Regions from separate parts of the Mus musculus genome. Here region 1 is linked to region 2. Evidence: chromatin contacts called from public promoter capture Hi-C data. All regions are on one chromosome and are shown on one strand. Each heading gives the region's core, a stretch centred on a gene start, on an enhancer-like site or on the middle of the called end of the contact. The rest is flanking DNA. Distances are from core to core; before and after follow the strand shown.

Evidence for each region. Promoter capture Hi-C pulls out the DNA fragments that hold promoters and counts their contacts.
Region 1: a promoter capture Hi-C map of trophoblast stem cells shows a contact between it and region 2, with 2.3 times the contacts expected there. The contact joins the enhancer-like site here to the promoter of Cnih1 in region 2. A contact is called at or near these places in 3 of 39 promoter capture datasets (liver and trophoblast stem cells) and 1 of 9 other capture datasets (adipose tissue).

What each region holds. Positions count from the first base shown.
Region 1 is chr14:47,002,895-47,008,279 of GRCm38.p6, forward strand. All of the region lies in intron 2 of Samd4 (sterile alpha motif domain containing 4), which reads left to right. Gm52121 (a long non-coding RNA gene) reads right to left here and starts at 5,226. Exons shown (of 3, transcript XR_003951145.1): 1 at 2,705-5,226. Within about 2 kb of position 1,472, at least 7 of the 459 cell types and tissues checked have an H3K27ac peak or open chromatin away from gene starts, as enhancers often do. A contact at or near this core is called in trophoblast stem cells, where this site is marked.
Region 2 is chr14:46,786,923-46,792,977 of GRCm38.p6, forward strand. It overlaps Cnih1 (cornichon family AMPA receptor auxiliary protein 1), which reads right to left and starts at 1,435. Exons shown (of 5, transcript NM_009919.2): 1 at 1,261-1,435. The coding sequence starts at 1,341.

The DNA.
Region 1 (5,385 bases), core at 222-2,721, 220 kb after region 2:
GACTAGAGAGAATGATGTTGCCATGTCAGTGATGGGGCTCAAAGGCATGAGGGCTAAACTGAAAAAATGAGATTGGGGGTGGAAGGCAGACTCTTCAGCTGATGCCACAGATGACGGAAGGAGCAGAAGAGAGGACGGGGAGAATCTGGATATATATGAGGCACATTTCCAACAGAGAGTATCTAATGTCAAAAACAGAGGTCTCTTTTATAGGATTTTAGCGGCTGGTGGCCATCTCCACTAGAACACTGACAATAAACCCAGATTCCAGTGGGTTCTGCTTCTTGCCAAGGAGTGTGTTGGATGCTGGCTGGGGATCTTCTACATCAGAAAGTCACTGCTTTTTACAGCAATGCCTTTGGTTGCAAAGATGGAGTCCTTCTCCGAGTGCCTCTCTACTCCTAGTCTGCTCCCCCCCCCCAAATCATTCCCATTAAAGACATTTCGATGGTTTCAAGCACCTTCACCAGCCTCTCTACCAATTTTATTGAAAAGGGCAGGTCCTAGTGCCAGGCCGAATACCTTGACGGAGACTAAAGATAAGTAGTAGATAGATAGACTAACAGGTACATCCTTGTCTAAAGGTGGCTGTGTAAGAGCCATTAAAACAAAGTGACACTGCTGCTGTCCTCCTCAGCTCAGGACCAGTGAGGATAGAGCTTTGCATTGTCTTTCTCCTCACAGGACTTTGTCCCCAAGACCTGGAGGTAAAGATGAGGGCCAGTCGGCGAATTTCTAAAGCCCCTGGACATAGAAGTGCACCTGCCTTCCCCCATGACCACCAATAGACTTCTGTCCTGGAAGAAGCCCCCCCACCCAGGTCTCCCCTCTCAGCAGTGAGCTGGGGCAGCTCAGAGCATACACAGCATGTGGGTCTGCTGGACCTGGGCTATTGAAAGCTCACTCATGTCTGGACCCTGCTGCCCTGGGCCTTTTCTTCACCCTCTGTCCTTCCTAGTTCCCTGTGGCTTTCCTTCCCCCTTAGGTCTTGTCCTTTCTTATAGAATTCTAGACAGCATCCTTGACTTCAGGAAGCATGAGTCACACTCTGCCTATGCATGGCCTCAGTTGTGTTCTGCAGTTTCTCACCAAGTTAACTAAAGCAAAAGGTCCCTACCTGGTCAGTCCAACTAGCTCTGCTCTAGCCATTGATCTATAGCCCTGCTTAGTTCTGGGCCCCAAAGGGGGTGGGGGACACGGCCACAGTCATTCCATTCTTTACCGTCACCTTCCCTGCTGTCCTTGCTGCTCTCTGACCTCAAGACTTCAGCGTTTAGAGGTAGTTCCCCTTCTCGTTAAAAAATAAAATTAAAAAAAAAAAAGGTGAAACCTGGCCTCATCACCAAACCTACTAACCTGAGTGAGCCTGCAGCACTCGTAGCAGGTGATGCAAACCTGCTTTTACTGCTTGCCTCTGCATAAATTCCCAGGGTAATAGCTTGGGAGTGGACCAGGAAGGGAGGTGCACCTCTAACTCCCTCTACAGGGCTGTGCTGGTACAGCACAAATAGATGCCTTCCAGGCTCACCCAACTCTGTTCTTGGTTAATCCAGACTTTCTTTCATAAGGCAATGCATAGTTAATCTGCAACAGAGATTCAAATAGCTTACCTCAATAAAAAAATCATTCATTTCTTCTCCATAGGTGACTTAGATGTGTAATGCTTCAGATTTTATGCCGAAATGCATAACATATAAACCTCACCGTCAGCACCTTCGCTATGCATGCTTTGGGAATATCAGTGTGCTCTTTCTTGATGACAGTATTTACACAGCTACACCCCACAGCATAAACTCACACATTCACACTAATACATTAGATTCATAGATCTTCAGATGAAAACGTTTGCCTGTTAAGAAACTCCATTTAGTTTAGGAAGTGTGAGACCCCGTGGAGGTACAATCTGGGCTCATTTTAGAGAACATCTCTCTGGTGCAGGGTGGAGCTGTTGGCTGTAATTCTCCTCACACTTGCCAGGGTTGGTTCCTAGTGTGTGAATTAGCTGCTGTCCATGTTGGCCCCAGTGATCAAGCAGGAGCTATCAAAGCTTTCTTGTGAACTGCTAAGTTCTCCAAGATACTCCCCGCAGCTCTCTTCTCTGGGAAGTACCAAGCACTTAGGCCTTGGCATTGTCTAAGGCCTCCTTACACTGCAGTGAACACTGAAGAGAGCATTCTGTCGGAATTCTCATTTTTGGCCTTCCCATGGGACAGTGTCCAGTGCTCGTGCAGTATCACAAAGCAAGAGCTTTTGTTGTCTTTCATCAAGTCAGCCCAAGGATTGCTGATTCGTTATTTTAAAGACTCTGAGCATCCCGTCATGGTGGAGGGGGTTGGGCTCAGGTGGGGGTAGGGGTGAAGATTGGCAAGAGCAGAAACTCATGCCTTTACCCAGCGTGCTTTCTCCAGAAAGGCTTCCAACCCTAGCAGCTACGTGAGTGGCATCTGTAAGATTGTGTCATGTGGTTGTCAAGAGCAAGGGAATGGTGTTTCTATCTCCAATTTCCATAAGTTTTAGGATCCCTGTTCCTAGGACATTTTATTAAAACTGTCACCATGCGAACATAAACCGTCTTGACACAATGCCATTGGGATTGCTTTTCTTTCACTCTTCAACAGATGTTTGCAAAAGAGTTGCATTAAAATACATTTAACTCTACTATCTCTCCCTCTCAAATCTTTTTTTTTTTTTTGGTGAAGATTACCTTAATTGGTGTTGTGGCAACCAGGGAGAGTACCCAAGGATGCCTTTGTTCTGCAGCAGAATTGTCCACCCTAAAGAGAATGTTATGAAGGCAGTTCAGGAAAGACCTGGAAATTGAACTGTTTTGTCTTCTGTCAGACATCCAGCAGGCCACGCGGGGCTAAGCTCTGTGAGAAAGTGAAACAGTATCAGGGATGAGCGAGGGCAGGGTGAAAGGGTGAGGTGAGCAACTTCGTATGAGAGAGGTTTCCTTAGAAAAATGATATCTGCACAACAATGAGCTGACAGGAGCAACACAGTGGCTCAGGGGAAAGCCCTCTAGGAAGGGAAAACACCAAGGTTCCAAGGTACCAAAGTACCAAGGTTCCAAAGGAGGTGCGCCCCTGACATGTTACAGGGACCTGGGCTGGAGCAAAGCAAGAGAGAGACAGACAATAGCAGAGTGGGACTGAATTATAGACCCAGGAGGACGCTGGCTTTTCCTCACGAGGACACCGTGTGCTGCTCCATTTCCTACCAGCCTTGCAGAATATCAGAGTCTTGGGTGCCTACAAGGAAAGGAAGCTTATTTAGCTCATAGATTTGGAGGCTGAAAGGCTAAGACCAGACCTAGTCCAGCCCAGTTGTGTGAGCCTCTGGTGAGAACCTCGTGGTGAATGGCATCACAATGGGAAGAGTCTATACAAAAGAGAAGCTTTGATAAGACAAAAAAAGCCAGAGAGAGTCAGGGGATGAGGCTGGCTCTTTTTACAGGTCACTGTCATGGTACCTCTCAAAGGTCCACTCAGGTCCTTCTGTGGACAGTGAACTATCATCTAATTAGCTTCTCACGAAGCCCTACCTCTTAGAAGTCACACCACCTCTGTACACATGGGACCCAGTCTTCCAGTGTGTGAGCCTTTGGGCCATCCTCACACCATCCCCAAACCACAGCAGATGGGTAGCACTCCAATCTTTAATCGGGAGAGCCATCAACTAGTCTTAAAAGATCATTCTTGCAAAATGCTGGTTGTGATTCCTAGACTTTCACTGATGATGGAGCAGGGTGCCTAAGTGTGTTCAGATTCTGAATATATTCTGAATACACTAACGGATTAAGTTCATGATGACAGATCTGGAGCGATAAAGAGGGAGGGACATAATATCTTTGGACATAAAGTGTTGAGACCCTCCCTGTAAATGGAGATGAGGGTACAATGGAATCCATGTCTAGAGACTAACAGAGAGATCTGGGCTGTAAACATAGATGTGGTAGTTTCCCTGCATATTCATGGCTCAGAGGTCAGAACCCGGGCAGGTGGTTAGGGAAGTTGGCTTATTTTATACACTTTCTGGAAATGGGTGCTTCACCTACAGAAGTAAAACAGAGCCAGCAGTGGTCAGAAAATGAAAGAGAACCACAACCCTAACCAGAGCTCTTGGCCAAGAGACTTCAGGATGAATTCCCAGCTGCCCTGGGTCCTTTGGGGGCCAAGGAACCTTACTGGGGCACCCAGCTATGCCAGAGCCCAGGGAAAAGTGGCTACAGATCTTTGTTGAAGAGACCCCCAGACCACTCTTCAGGGGTGGCTGAGCCATTGCAAGTCTTTACTGGAGCTGGTGATTCCTGATTGCTGCCCTTCGAACGCCACCAGGTGCCCATGGATAACCAGCACCTAGTGACTTCCTGCCCTCATAGAAGGCTATCAGGCTTCATGGCTCTACTCTACAGATCCCTGCCTTTCCTGGCGAGCTCAAGAAGCAGGAATTGCCCATGTGTATACAATGAAAAATGATCACATCCACCCGCCGTTTCCCCATTCCAAACTCACCTCAGAGCTCCCCTGTCACATCAGTCACGCCACTTCCTGTCCCATTGAAAACAAACAAAATCTAGTAAGTCCCATTAGTGCTGGCCATCCCTGTGTGTATGAGATCATCCAGTAGAGCAGTAGAGTGTGGGCATCCATCCAGTAAGCACCCCTCCAAGGATGGCTGGTCCTCCCATTCCCAGCAGTTAACTGCTGATAACTCCTCCTTTAGGGATAGAGTCTCATGAGCCTTTCCCTCATCCATGCTGGAAATTTGGTTGGCTTGATCTTGTGCAGGTCTTGTGTCTTATACAGCTGCCAACAACAGTGTCATGTCCACAGGCAGCACTTTAGAGAATGCCTCTCCATCTCCCAGCTTTTACATTCTTCCCGGAGCCTTGTTTGTTTTTTTACTAAGTATACAAAACCCCTCATATTAACTAACCATTGCTGTGTAAGAAATTACTCCCAGAGGGTGGTGGTGGTGGTTAGAAGGATGGCTCAGCAGTCAAGAACTTTGTTGCTCTTCCAAAGGCCTGGGGTTCAATTCCCAGCATCACATGTTGTCTGGAAATCATCCATAATTCCTGTTCCAGGGAGTCAGAAACCTTCTGACCTCTGAGGTTACCAGACAATGCTGGCACACAGACATACATGTGAGCAAAACACTCATACATGTAAAACAAAATAATAAAAAAATTTAAAAATATCTTTAAAAATTACCTCCAAACTTAATGGCCTAACATAACAGCCTGCTTGGGCTGGCCAGGTCCAGTGTCTCTGACATCACTGTCGTGATATTAACTGGAGCCGGAGCAGGACTTTCAAGGTGGCTCAGTGACGTGTCAGCCAAGCCTGTTCTGACTCTTAGCAGAAGGCCTGAGCCTTCATC
Region 2 (6,055 bases), core at 185-2,684:
CCAGACACTCCACTTTCATTGGAAACAACAATGGGGCCAGCTCGAAAGCTATCCATCTTCCTGTTCTTCCTCCAAAGAGCAGAAGATGCTCTTCCAATCTTAGTTAAAACTAATGAGCGTTGTGTGAAGTAGCAGTTATTTCTGACAAAGTGAACACCGGACCCCAGCATTCCCCATCCACAGGCAAATAGGCTCTAAATACAATCACACTCCTTAGCAAGAAGGACCCTTGGTATCTATCTACCTACTTCGGAGACTTCTGCAACCATTTAATCTGCTGCCATTTAATCACGCACAGGATGGTGATGAAACCTGACTTAGTATTTACACGAGGTTGAACTCGCCCCATCATTCAAATTATGCCATTATTCCAGAAAGTACTGGGAGGATAGAAACAAATGAGCTCAACTTTTGAGAATTGCTGATCTCCCAGAGAGCTCTTTCAGTGGTGCTAAGCGGTAGAGACACTCAAAAGTCTGTCTCAATAGAACTGTCACCAGGGACAGAGCACAGTAAGAATGCACGTCCACCCTGCAAGGACATATGAGGAGCCAAAAGTTTCTGAGGATTTTCAAAATCAAATTAAAACTCCCTCTACTAAATCATGCAGCCCATACCACAGAGGTGGCTTGGGAGGCTGTCTCCTGAAAAAGCTCTCGCGATCCAAAGTATGACTTCAGGGGAAAACTCGGAGATGTGGCCAACGAAGTAATCAATCCAAGCTGCCTCAAAGTTCACCAGGAACTCGTCTCTCAACCACCGTGTTCTACTAGAAAATCGCCCATCGAGTGCTGCAAAGCAGAGTTGGAAATGGAGCTAAAGTAACTTATAATATCCGATTTTGGCCGTGCTCCGAGGAAGCCTTAAAAGGAAATCGGTAATTCAAGGATAAAAATTAGGAAAACTTCACGCCGAGAGTCACCGCTCGGTGCGCACTGGGCATCCATCGAGACGGGGGACGCGGACAAGCCGTGCGCGCGGGCCCGGCGTAGACACGGAGCCGCCCGCCTGCCCGCCCCGCCCAGCCCTGCTCGCGAATAGCGGAGCGCGGCCTGGGCCCGCACGCGGCGGCGTGGACACCGGGACCCCGCACGCCATGCCCTCCGGACCCCGGCCCGGGAGCGCGCAGCGTCCACGGCCCTAGCAGCCAGGCCACGTCCTGGCGCGCGCCGGCAGCTGGGGCCCCACGCAGCCCCGGGCCGGGAGCTGCAAGAGGCTGCGCCGTCGCTCGCCCTCTTTCCCCCTGCCCCGGCTACTCACGTGCCAGATGGCGAAGAAGATGAGCGCGGCGGTGAGCAGCAGCGCCAGCATATAGCAGAAGGCCGCGAAAGTGAACGCCATGGCCGGGGAGGAGCTGCCGGGCGCGCCGGGGCCAGCGGAGAAAGGCGGCGCACGGCCCTCTGGGTAAAACCATTCACTTCCCCCGGCCTCAGCCTCCACTGCCGCCGCGGCCTCCTCCCGGCGCGCTTGCGCAGAGGGCCGCCCGCGCGAGCACCCCCTGATGGTCGGAGTTTGCGTGGCTCTTCTGTTGTCTGCACAGTTGATTTTGTCCTTCATTCTGTAGTTTACTCTTTGGATAGCCATTAAATGAATGTCTAGCTTGTTCCAGAGACTAGTCTTGTGTTTGAAATGCAAAAGTAGATTTTAAAAGTGCCTGTATTGAAAGGATTTAATCTACTTCCAGGAACGAGCGACTAAACAATGTTGTTATAACGCTGTAAACTGGTACTTGTGCATGCTATGAAAGGTCACCCGGCCCTCCTGGAAGCTAATCTGAGGCTTCTATGATAAGTGCAGGAAAAGAGAAGGGAGTGCTGGCGATACAGGAAATCGGCTCAAATGAGCAAAGGGCAGAGGTGGAAAGGGAAAAAGGAAAGGAAAACGTTGTGTCTTGGGTGCAACCAGCAATGGATCTGTTAGTGGAACTTGGGTGACAGAGGTCTAAGACCTCAAACCACAGAGTAGCAAAATACGCTCAGTTCAGGAGCTCAGGCTTACACCCAGACCCCCGGCTTTTCAAACTTTATTGCTTATCACAAGATTTCAAAGATTTTGTTTTTCTCAGTGTAACCCTGTAACATAAAGACCACAGATTAGAAAGGTAGTGGTGGTGAAAAAAAAAATCAAAAACAAAGTAAAATTTCTACAAAACAGTTTTATTTTTAATGCTGGCTGCAATCTGAGAAACCAGTTCATCATCTACTAGATGCTGATGATGGAAGAAAAACTCTTCAAGGCTTTTAAGCAAGAAAGACACGATAAATTTGTGTTGAAATGTGCTCACTGGAGCAAACGGAATAGAATGTTTTAGAGGGCTATGTCCAGCCTGTCTGAGACTTTCTGCATTGGTAGACATTTGCTCTTGTGGAATACAGCCACTGGCTACTTGTGGATACAAGGTGGCTAAGATGGCTAAGGAATTGAACTTTAAATTCTGCATCACTCTAGTGGATTAACATTTATTTTAAAGTTACATTCATTGTGTGAGCACACATCCACTGTTTGGTGGTGAGTGGAAGAAACTCTGAGGCAGTGAGGGTCTGGGAGAATGTGTGCTATTTGGCTTGGGCACTAAATCCTCAGAGTCATGGGAAAATGGCAAATGCCACTACACCCCAGGCTCAAGGAAATAGCAAAACCTTTCTCTAGTCTGTGTGGATTTCCATCTCTACCATAGCCCCACCCTATTCACTGCCTGAAGACTGCTCCCTGCAGAGACTGCACCTACTAAGATTTATTAAATCTGCCTCCTGGTTCACTGAACGCAGTAACCCCTTGTACTGGCTAGTTTTCTGTCAACTTGACACAGCTGGAGTTATCACAGAGAAAGGAGTTTCAGTTGGGGAAAATGTCTTCACGAGATATCCAGCTGTAAGGCATTTTCTCAATTAGTGATCAAGGGGGAGAGGCCCCTTGTGGGTGGGGCCATCTCTGGGCTGGTAGTCTTGGATTCTATAAGAGAGCAGGCTGAGCAAGCCAGGGGAAGTAAGCCAGTAAAGAACATCCCTCCATGGCCTCTGCATCAGCTCCTGCTTCCTGACCTGCTTGAGTTCCAGTGCTGACTTCCTTGGTGGTGAGCAACAGTATGGAAGTGTAAGCTGAATAAATCCTTCCCTCTCCAACTTGCTTCTTGGTCATGATGTTTGTGCAGGAATAGAAACCCTGACTAAGACACCCCTTCTCCCTGTTTCTGTACTCAATACACACACCAAGCTTCCAGGAAGCTGTGCTTTCTCCATCCAAAAGCCCAGCCTACCTGACCCCAACTGTCCTGTATGTGTGTCTTTCTTTTATCCGTTCACTGGACACCCCAGCCATTCCTGGAGGCCGTGCAACCATGAGGCACGGTCAGTGAACAAACCACAGGAATCAGTTCTACTATCCCAGGGACGGAACTCAGAGGTCAGGCATAGCCCAATGCCTTTGCCCACTGATCCATCTCACCAGTCCTCAGCTGAACTTCAAATGGCTACATGTTGCTAAGGTACTAGATAGTGGAGGTCTGTATCACCAATATTATATGGCATGTGGAAATCATACTTTTCTGATAGATAAGAGGGCCACTTCAGTTCTGGGGGGGATCTGATGCCCTCTTCTGGCCTCCACAGGTACTGTACACATAGTACAGGGAAGCAAAACACATAAACTCTTTTTAAAGGTAGTTCCTCAAGAGGCCCTTGGTCCCGTGAAGGCTCTATGCCCCGGTGTAGGAGAATACCAGGGCCAGGAAGCGGGAATGGGTGGGTTGGGGAGCAGGGGGAAGGGGAGAGGATAGGGGATTTTCGGAGGGGAAACTAGGAAAGGGGAAAACATTGGAAATGTAAATAAAGAAAATATCTAATTTAAAAAAAAGAATAGAAAAAACAGTAGTTCCTCAGCCACACTAGGCATATTCCTAGCATTCCGTATCCTCCTCGTGTGATTCATATATGACTGTGTCACTGTGCACATAGGACCTCAGCCACACTAGGCATACTCCTAGCATTCAATATCCTCCTCATGTGACTCATATGACTGCGTCATTGTGCTCACAGGATGCTTCTATCATCACAAGAAGTTCTGCTGGAGAAACTGGGGAGAATATCATGAGGGCCAAGAGCAAATTAAATCAATCACCCATAAACAAGGCAGTGGGTAAGGAAAATCGTCCGTCTACCTGACGCCTTCAGGGGCCATTACAAACAGTGAGCACTCTATGCCTTGTGTCCTAAACAGCTCCCGGTATTGTCTGGGATTTACACTAACTCTCTCAAAAACACTGGAGTGTTGTAGTGCATGGCAAGTTTCTGCTTCTCCTTGTATATAGAGATGGCGCTGAGTGCTGTGGGGACAGGACTGGCGAGGCACTCTCTTTTAAAAATGTTTCTTGGGCTGGAGAGATGGCTCAGAGGTTAAGAACATTGACTGCTCTTCTGAAGGTCCTGAGTTCAAATCCCAGCAACCACATGGTGGCTCACAACCATCTGTAATGGGATCCGATGCCCTCTTCTGGTGTGTCTGAAGACAGCAACAGTGTACTCATATACATTAAATAAATAAATATTTATTTATTATTTTAAAAAATCTGTTTCTCCATTCTCTCTTCCTCCCTGGCTCTAAGTGTTTTTCCATCAGTTTGCCTCCACATCACCTATTGCTTACCCCCCTCCCCCAACCCATATAGCTACACACTAATGAGGACCTAGGAGATAAACCCTATAAGGCATCTAGCCTCAGAAAAAGTCCAAAAGCAGTTCACATACACACCTGAGAAATGTCTCTGCCCACACTAGGTAATGCCAGTGTTAAAGGGTGAAGAGAAGGTAGTACTACGCAGTTTTAAAGAGCTGTACAAGACCTTGGGTGGGACTGGCGCCATCTTGCCAAAATCTAGGGAGTCTCTTAGTAGCCCAACTTGGCTTTCCTTTGCTCTTTTTCTTCCTCGCCTGTCTACAGCTGCCCCCGACTGACAACAGGGTACACATCACACACTATTCATCCAGGTGGGAAATGGCATTCTGGCCGGCACCAAGCCCAGTCCATATCAAGGAGACAATCCTGATTTGGCCCAGAAGGCTCATAAGTCATTCAGCCACTGCCCAGAGAAGCAGGAGTAGGATGTTTAAAGACCGGGAGGTAACAGAAAAGGGCAAGTCTTGGACTGATCTGAATCTCCCCTCATTGAACTCCAGGACTCCATGGGGGTAGAAACATAGTGGGGGCATGTCATCCCAGTTACACAATGCTTTAGGAAGACGTGGAACTGCTCCTTGAATAAGGATCCTCCAAGCACAAAGAATAGTGTAGGACGGGGGCTAGAGAGATGGCTTAGCGGTTAACAGCACTGACTGCTCTTCCAGGGGTCCTGAGTTCAATTTCCAGCAACCACATGGTGGCTCACAACTATCTGTAATCAGATCCGATGCCCTCTTCTGGTGTGAATGAAGGCAGCTATAGTATTCATATACACAAAATAAATAAATCTAAAAAAAAAAAAAAGACTATTATAGGACAACAGTTCCCAATCTCCCATAAGAGCTTTGTGTATTTGGAGTAGTAATCTTATCTGGGAATTACAAGTGGCTGTGGGTAACACAGCAATCTACACATATGCCCAAATCATAAACTTTGGAAAAAATAGCTATGAAATTGGGGGGCCCAGGAAGGGTAACGGGTAGTGTGGGGTTGTCCCTAATCTACTAGTTATGGTTTGGACATTAAGTGTCCCCAAAAGATTTCTGTGTAAAAGGCCTGGCTCCTGAGCTACCATGGTTCAGAGGTAGGGCTCTGGGGGGAAAGATTGTATCAGTGGATTCCCTTACTAGTGGGATGGCTGGACTGGGAGGTGGTAAAAGGCGAGAAGCATGGCTTAGTTAGATGGACGAGGCCACAAGTGGTGTATAGTGGTTTGGATGAGAATGGCCTGCACAGGTCTGAATTCTTGGTCCCTAGAGTGGAACTATGTGGTAAGGATTAGAAGTTGTGGCCCTTGTCTGAGAAGGTATGTTCTGAACTTTCAAAAACCTAGTCTCTTTCTGCCTGCTTACAACTTGCAGATCGGATATGAGCTCTCGGC